2 separate regions of the Mus musculus genome follow, and region 2 is linked to region 1. Evidence: chromatin contacts called from public Hi-C data. All regions are on one chromosome and are shown on one strand. Each heading gives the region's core, a stretch centred on a gene start, on an enhancer-like site or on the middle of the called end of the contact. The rest is flanking DNA. Distances are from core to core; before and after follow the strand shown.

Region 1 (4,144 bases), core at 629-3,128:
ATTATCTGGAACAAGGCAAGATACAGAACAAGATGCCTTAAGTGTTATAATAAAAATACAAAATCCTGTAAATTAAAAAAATAGAAAACTACAGGGGAAAAAAAGAATAAAGATGGGAGATATAAAAGATAGGACATTACAATTTGGGAGGGGAGGGGAAGTGTTAGCATGTGAAAAACAGCAAACACATTTGCCCAAACTGGACAGTAAAATGAAGAGCCAAAGGCAAAAGGCACAGCAGCTGGCTATTTTGTGTTGGGCTCTATGAAGGGATACTTCACTTTGTAGGCAAAGGAAGTTAATAAAAAGGCATTGGGACATGGGTAAACGCCTTGAAAAGACTAATGTAAGAGAAAGTGGATAAGGGAAAAAAACAGAAAAGGCAACAGCAGAGACAGGCGCGGCAGGGGGCTCAAACTGCTACTTTCTGTTTCCCCAGAATTCCATAAACATCTTTACAAAATAAATAAGTAAATAAATAAATAAATAGTGCAGCAGAAAGTATTGGGCCGGGATTCAAATCAATTAGCTCAGCTACTGGCAGACATCAGCCATGCAGATGAACCACCCAGATATCACTAATTCAAGCAGACGCAAAACTAAATTAAGATAAACATGGCCAGTGGCGTTACCAGGTTAGGTAGACACTTCCCAGATGCCACATAAACCGCAAAAGAGAAATGTCCCACATATACAGAGGACCAAATATTTGCAATATGAATTCTTACAATGTCTTTCTGAAAAGACGGGAAACAAGGGAAAAGATCGTGGAGTGACAACCGAAGCCCCCAAGTCCTCACCCACGGACGCCCCCGCCCCACACACACACGTTCTCTCCCAGTTTCCCACGGTCTCCCCACAGCTCTCCGCGTCCGCAGAGCCCCGCTGCACCAAAGGTCCTTCTGTCAAGGCGAGTGGACTTGCAGAGGTGACCTTCAGTCAGGTGGACCGCCCGCCTCTCCCCGCGGACAAGGGAGAGGGACGCGCGGGGGCTGTCCCAGGCTAGCCCACGCTCCCGTGCGCGCGGGGCTGCGCGTCGGTGGCCGGCCGAGGAGGCCCGAGCCGCCCGGCCTACCGCTCCCACCGCACGCACGGCCGGCCCCGACCCTCCGCGGGCTCTGGCCGCTCAGCTTCACCTCCAGCGGGCATAAGGCTAGGGGGGAGTCGGGGTGGGGGGCGTCGGCGGCGCCCCCAAAACCTACCATGGGCCCGGCGGGAAACAAGGCCTCTACATTCACCCCAGCCACACTTACACTGCCCAACCGCCCAGACTCGGAGGGAACAAAACAAGAAGAGCCGGGGCCGTGAGAGCGTCCCTTGTTCCCGTGCCCAATAGGAGGACGGAGCGGGAGGGAGGCGGGGGTGCGGTGCGTGCCGCGGATCCCCGGGCGCGCACGCGGGGCGCTCGCGGACAGACCGACGCGGGCGCGCGGCCGCCGAGGGTCCCGCGCGCGGCGCCACGTACCTGACTGTAACCCCGCGCCGGGCCCGCGGCGGCTGCCAGCGATCGCGGAAACAGCGGGGCGCGCAGGGCCGAGTAGGACGCGGCGGCGGCCGCGGCGGCGGAGGGACGGGCAGGGATGGGACCCGCCAGCCTCCCGGCGGCCGCAGGCCCGAGCTGCAGGCCCCGCGTCTGCGAAGCGGCGGCCGCGGCGGCCCCGAGGAGTAGCAGCAGGCGGCGGCGGCCAGAGACGCCCGACGGGAAGGTGCCGGCGGCGGAGTAGAAAGGCAGGCAGGCGGCGCCGGTCCGCCGGCAGCTGCTGCAGTTGCAGCCGCAGCCCCGGAGCAACGCGCCTAGCACCCAGCGCGTCCCGGCCATCGGCTCCGGAGGCGGCGCGGGGCCTGGAGGTGGCCGCTGTGGCGCGAGCGGAGGGGAAGTGGAATCCAGGGCGGGGGAGGGGGCACCGGGCACATGCGCCGCGCGCACCCGGGGCTGAGACGAGGCTCGGAGGCGGAGGTGAGCGAGCGGCCCCGCCCAGGCTCCGCCCTCGGGGCGGGGCTTTCCCGCCGGTAAGGGTGTGGGTGGGGTGACCTGAGCGCCTCCAGAGTGGAAGTTGTCCCAGGCTCTCCTGCTCAGGTTAGAGCTGAGGTCTGCGGGTCACCGAGGCCCGGCGAAGTTTCCGGAAGGAATGGGTTACCTAGCTCTAAAACGTTTTGGGACGACGCTGAGGGGGCGTTGATACCCCAACCTCAAAATTCGTGCAGAAGGCCAACTTTGTTTTGAACGGAAGCACTGATTTTATAGTATATGTGAGATATGTATATAATATTTATCATATATTATATAAAATAAAGCCTTCCTTAGACAATATAGTCACAAGTGAAGGTGTAGAGATTTGCAAATAAATACATGAGTGGTTGTGCAGTTTTCTCCTATGTGGCAAGGACCTGTCAAAGGTAAAAAAATAAAAATAAAAAACTAAAGACAAATGGGAGTTCTTAGAGTAAAAATATGAAGGAGAGGCTGATTGGTTGTGGCGGGGGTGGGGTTAGGAGGCATCTCTGTGACTGGGTAGTGTAGTTCCGTGGCAGGGTAATCGCTTAGATCACCCCAACCTCCTCGTGGGGGTGAGGAGACCAATATAGGGCTCTCTATCGTGGAAAATCTTAACATATTTCAAAGTTTTTGAAATTCAATTCTTGTTCAACTTCCAGAAGTAAAGAAACCGCCTACATTTTCCACTGTTTCACCTTTATCCCAGTGCCAGCTCTAAAACTTTTTTTTTTAAGTTAACTATGTAATGGCAGTCATCCTATGGTATTCATCTTAAAACAATACGGACTTTTTTATTATTAGTTTAATGTATTAATATATGGGTGTGGCCACGGAGACCAGACAAGGGCATCGGATCCCCTGGCCCTGGAGTTAGAGACAGCAGTGAGCCATCATGCAGGTGGTGGGAGTTGAACCTGGGTCCTCTGAAAGAGCAGCCAGCACTCTAGACCCATAAGCCATCTCTCCAGCCCCAGTACAGACTTTTGAAAGGTTACGTTCTGATAAGTTACCTTTGAGACATTTAAGATGGTTGGGCTTAAACTTTGGCTTGTTTACTCTGGACTCCTTTTAGATTTAAGAAAACCAGGTATTTCACAAATGAAAACATATTTCTGTCCAAGAAGGAAAGAATAGAAAACCTGACCGGCTTGTTCCTTTTATACCCGAGATGTGTAGAAGAGGTTCTTCCTCTTTTCTTCGGTGAGACACAAACCCTAAAGCAGTGGCTGGCAACCTTCCGAATGCTACATCTTTACAACAGCTCATCTTGTGGTGCGCCCCCCCCCCAACCATAAAAGTATTTTCATTGCTACTTCATAATTGCAATTTTGCTGCTGTTGTGAATTGTAAATATCTGTCTTTTTTCCATGGTCTTAGTTGGCACCTGAGGAGCAGATCTCAACCCACAGGTTGAGAACCTCTGCCCTAGAGGTTTTTCTTTTCCTGTCAGGCTGGGGACCAGAGATGCCTCCCGAACCCTCCGTAAGACGTTTTCCACTGAGCTATACATTCCCAGCCTGGTTCTATTAAACGTTTCTCTTTTGTATTGCATCTGTGTGTTTATCGTGGGTCCCCAGGCCCACAGTGCTGTGGCAAGTGCTCTGTCCCTCCTTCCATGTGGATCTCAGGCTTGGCAGTAAGTGCTTTACCCACTCAGTCATCTCAACAGACCCTACGCTTTGCTTTCAGGAGAGAAAATGGGCTATCCCTTCGTTGCTGATTATCCCAGAACACAAACTTGTAGAATTATTGCAGATTCTGCTCCTATTACATTCCCTTGCTGCTTGTGTGTGTGCTGTGGAGGCCAGAGGTCCACATCAGATGTCTTCCTCCGTCACTCTCTACCTTGTTTTTGGACAGTCATCACTGAACCCGGAGCTCACTCTTTCCACGGACCCGCCTGTCCAGAGACACTCCCCAGAGTCCCTCTACCTCCTCAGCACTGAGTTTAGAGATACAGACTGATGCACCAGGCTTTAAAAAAAAAAAATAGTTGCAGCAACCATTCAAAATGTATAAATCAAAATACTAAAACCCTAAATTACTAAAATACATAGACAGGTTTGTATACTGCTTGTAAGGGTTTTGTTTTGTTTTGTACCCCTGGGTGTTTTGGAACTCATTGTGTAGACCAGACTAGTATCCAAC
Region 2 (4,144 bases), core at 1,159-3,658, 250 kb after region 1:
GGCCACGTTTCCCTGGCCCTCGGCCTGTGTCAATGACCAGGCTGATTAGGGAGCTCCTGAGTTGGGAGGGCGGCTTACTCTACATGTGACCTGTTGGTCTGTGGGAGACAAAGCTGTGATCAACCACGTTTGTCAGCTTTGCTGTGCCGATCTCTCTCTTCCTTTTCTTAATATATCTCTCCAGAGCTTCAGCACTGTGCATGGTTAAGCCAGTGACCACCGTTGTTCTTCCTCACTTCCTGTGGGGACACAAGGCCCCCCAGGGACCTCTGTGAACTTGGGAAGGGAATGGTTACAAACTTTCCTTCCTTCTCCTCTTGCCATCCATCGGCTGTAGTGAACACATGTTGCCAAAAGATGGCAGTGCACTTTACAGAGCTGAGATGGCTCTGTCACCCAGGACTCTGACAGCTGTATGTTGCTCTTTATATACACCTCGCAAATACGGACAGCACATTTTACAAAGTAACAAAAGCACCGATAAAAATGCTGTTGGTTAAAAAAAAAACAAAAAAACAAAAAACAAAAGAAAACATCGTGTTTGCAGCGAGCTTATAATAAAGAATGATTCTCTACCTCTTAGAAGTGAGGAGGACAGGGGAACATTGTTTAGGCATTTTTGTGCTGTTCTGGAGTAGAAATCTGTGGTGTGCTATGTTCTATCTTTTATCTGACTTAAGGTCAGCCAAAGAGCCGGGAGAGCCTAGTTTTGAGGTTTGAGCTTTGTGATACCTTTAGACTGTAAGCAAAATTCCCCAGCAACACTGTTCATAATTACCACAACAGCAATGGCTGATATAAAAGTCTTCACTCTCGGTATTTTTCCACGTTTTATACATATCTGTGCCTCAGGGCATGTGAGTGCAGAATTGTTTAGCATATGCTGGGTACAGAAAAGCTTCTATAAATGGAGAGGTGATGGGTTCATTGGATGTCATCAACAAACCAAATGGCGAGGATAGAATATAATGTTTAAATACAAGGTTAACTAATAAAATTGAAGCTGCGTGCACTGATTGAACCAGTGATGTCAAACTCTAGTTTGGACATGCTGACAGCCGGAGTCATTCTGCTCCCTGGTGCCACCTCTGGAAGCAGGCAGAAGTCCCTGACAACAGAGACTGTGGGGGAGATAGGCTGGCTCTGGATACCGCTGGCTGCCAGCTCTAGCACAGCCCCTCTATACTGTGGAGAGCATGCTGAGGTTAAAGTGTTCGTTCCACAAAATAGATGCCACAATCCGAGGACACGCAGCATAACTGTCATTCCCGGGGTGACAGGGAAACAGGTGGCTCCAACTCAGGCAGCAGCCTTTTTGCTAGTGCACCTCTTGGCAAAAGCCCCAGGCTAAGAGAGAACTGTGCTGCATGAAGTTCTAACTCTGAAACCAGATGCTGTTACCATAGAGACGAGTGAACTGCTACCGTGGGAGGCGCGATAGGGAAGCATGGGAGAGGGAGACAGGAGGGCAAGTGAGGCGAATCTAAAGGCTAGCATACCCGTAGACCTTCAACCTTTAACAGCCCTGGGACTAGCAGGCTGGTGCTCTTGAAGCTTGTGCGCTGGCGGCCTGCCACTTGCTGACTGGCTGAGTGGCAGCTGCTTGCGCTGTGAGTACTAGTCTGCGAGCACGTTGGCAGTTGGCAAGGGCTCAGGGGGGGTGGGATCTCAGAGGGCTGGAATGTGGATGGGTGCTCTGGGCCTAGTGGCTGACAGTTTTGCACAAATGTTTCTCGTGCCGGACTTAAGTCACCCTCACAGGCCTGCTCCGTGATTAGGACCGGCTGGTGAGAACCTGCCCATTTGGCAGATGATTTGACATGGGTTCCAGTTAAAGCATTTTGCTATCCCAGAAAAATGGAGATTTAGAACCCCCTCCCCCCACCTTTTCCCCTCACCATGGGTCTGGACTTGTATAGAAGGGGTTTAACTTCTCCAATCAGAGGCCATGTGATATGAAGCTTGCCCTCCCTCACCCCTGAGGCTGGTAAGGAGCTTCCAGAGCCACTCTGCATTTTGCCTCACGCTGGCTATGTGAGCAACAGTATGCTTCCTTCTCTGATTTCAGCAAATGCAGGGCACGTGCGAAGGACATTTTAAAGGACAGATTTGGGGGCCTGATTACGGACTGGATGAGTTAATTTCTTCCTAGTGATTTATAGAGGGAGGGGGGAACTGGTTAGGTCAGCCACTTTACATGGTATCTCTCTCTGTCTTACTAATAATAGCCAGCAACTGCTAAGAAATGTAAGGCTGAATAACTGATATTTGTCATGTAAAGAGGAGGGACTGCCTCTGCCCCGTGCAGAAGGCCAAAGGCATCAGGATGACTTTGCTCTTGAGGAAGAGGAACGCCGCCAGGCTGTGTGCTTTTGCCCTGTTTCACTCGCTCCTTTTTGGCAGAGAAGAGGCCTATTTGTGGGCATTCTGTATGAGCCGTCAGAGAAAACGAGGCTCTGATGACTTGCTATGTATAGTCTTGACGGGAATGTGAAATATGCACCAAAGAGCCAAGGAATGCACCCAGCGTGACCCCCACTCCGTGCTCAGACGGTGGGGTTGGGTTGTTTTCTCAACTTGGCCGGAGGGCTTGGGTGCTGACCTTTTTACCTTCCCTTCCAATCTCTTGGGTTTCTTGCTTCCCTTTTGCTTTACATGTGGCATATAATTTTTGGAACAAGCTTCGATATCTAGGTTTAGAAAATATATCAAGAGACAACAGGATGCTTTAAGATCCTGCCTGATGGATAAGAGGGTCCAAAATGGCGTCTACAGTCGGTTGTGTTGGACTCAGCATGCTGACTGACCTGGGGTTAGTTCTATTTTCCGGAGGGAGGATAAAAAAAAAAGTTAGGGTACATGCAGTGCTCTGGGATTCTGTCGTGCTTCTGAGGAGTTTAGGAAAATGTTCTCATTGCGACGTCCTCCTTATCTGTGTGCACAAATGCTGGGTAGCCGGTGGCTCCTTGCACTTTGGACTGTTCCCTGAGCACCAGAAGATGTCTTCGAGAAGGTAGACGTGGTTTGTGTGTCCCTGGTGTCTGGAAGTATGCAGGGTGCACAGTAGATACTCAGTTAATATTTACTCTCCTCCTCACTGGAGGAAGGTAAAAAACAGAAGAAGGAACAGACGAGCACCCTCTCTGTTCCTCTCTCCCCCAGCACCGAGAGTGGCCTGTTTCAAGGGGGTCTGTAATAGGCACCTGCATCCTCCCTATTGGCCAAATCCAACTTTGGCTTTCCCATCTCCGTCCTTCTCAGTTTTCCGGTGGGCTTGTCTGCTCTCTCTGACTTCCATGTCACCCGTGTCCAGCTTACACTGGTCTCACTGCCTGACTTGGGGATGTTGGTGTGTCTTAGCAGGTAGTCGCAGGTCCGCACCCTGATCCTACTTCTCTTTTCTGCATGCTGGCATCTGGTAACGACTCCAGCACCAGCTTGATGCATGGATTTTGCCGCATTTAGCAACAGCCCTGAGTCTCTAGTACCCGGCTCGGGCAGTTCTGATTGCATCAGCAACTTTTTTTTTTTTTCAGGATTCACATCTCAACCTTAAAAAGTGTCCAGAATGAAGTCTCCATGGCTTCCCAACACCCCGATTTTCACACAGTGCTCTTGGTTTTTGTGGTAGTTTACGAGTTTATCTTGTGCCCTAAGCATCTGTTTTCCACATCGCAGGTAGAGTGACCCTTTGGGAAGGGAAAACAGTTCATGCCGGCCTCCGTCTCACTGTTCTTCAGAGGCTTCCAGATGCCTTCAGCTCTGACTCCTTCTCCTGGCTTGCATGACCTGGCTCCTTCCACTTCCTGGACGGTGCTAAACTTTCCTATCCTAGGGTCTTGGCCCTTGTTTTCCCCTTTGCTTGGAAGGCTGTTGTACATTTTTCACACAGTGACTTTGCCCCTAGTTACGTCACTTCCTCAGAATCCTCACCGCACCACTGAGACAGCCTCTTGTGGGGTTTTACTCTCTGCAAAGCTTCCAGCGCCCTCTGAGATTATCTTGTCCCTCAGTTCGTCATTAGGTTGTTTTTTTTTTTTTTGTTTGTTTGTTTTTGTTTCTGTTTTTGTTTTTTTTTAAGGAACATTTTGTCTTATTTGTAGATTTGTTCCCCTCCCTCTCAAGAATAATAGGAATATAACAA

Evidence for each region. Hi-C and Micro-C count contacts between places; a contact is called where the count stands out from the background.
Region 2: a Hi-C map of cardiomyocytes shows a contact between it and region 1, with 1.8 times the contacts expected there. The contact joins the enhancer-like site here to the promoter of Grsf1 in region 1. A contact is called at or near these places in 9 of 39 promoter capture datasets (the 3T3-L1 cell line, 3T3-L1-derived adipocytes, the HPC-7 cell line and 4 more) and 4 of 484 Hi-C or Micro-C datasets (the G1E-ER4 cell line, cardiomyocytes and embryonic fibroblasts).

Annotation. Positions count from the first base shown.
Region 1 is chr5:88,674,293-88,678,436 of GRCm38.p6, forward strand. It overlaps Grsf1 (G-rich RNA sequence binding factor 1), which reads right to left and starts at 1,879. Exons shown (of 10, transcript NM_178700.5): 1 at 1,466-1,879. The coding sequence starts at 1,819.
Region 2 is chr5:88,928,358-88,932,501 of GRCm38.p6, forward strand. The region is part of intron 1 of Slc4a4 (solute carrier family 4 (anion exchanger), member 4); the gene reads left to right. Among named protein-coding and RNA genes, the nearest start is that of Slc4a4, 43 kb to the left of the region's middle. Within about 2 kb of position 2,409, at least 127 of the 459 cell types and tissues checked have an H3K27ac peak or open chromatin away from gene starts, as enhancers often do. A contact at or near this core is called in cardiomyocytes, embryonic fibroblasts, hippocampal neurons and 1 more, where this site is marked.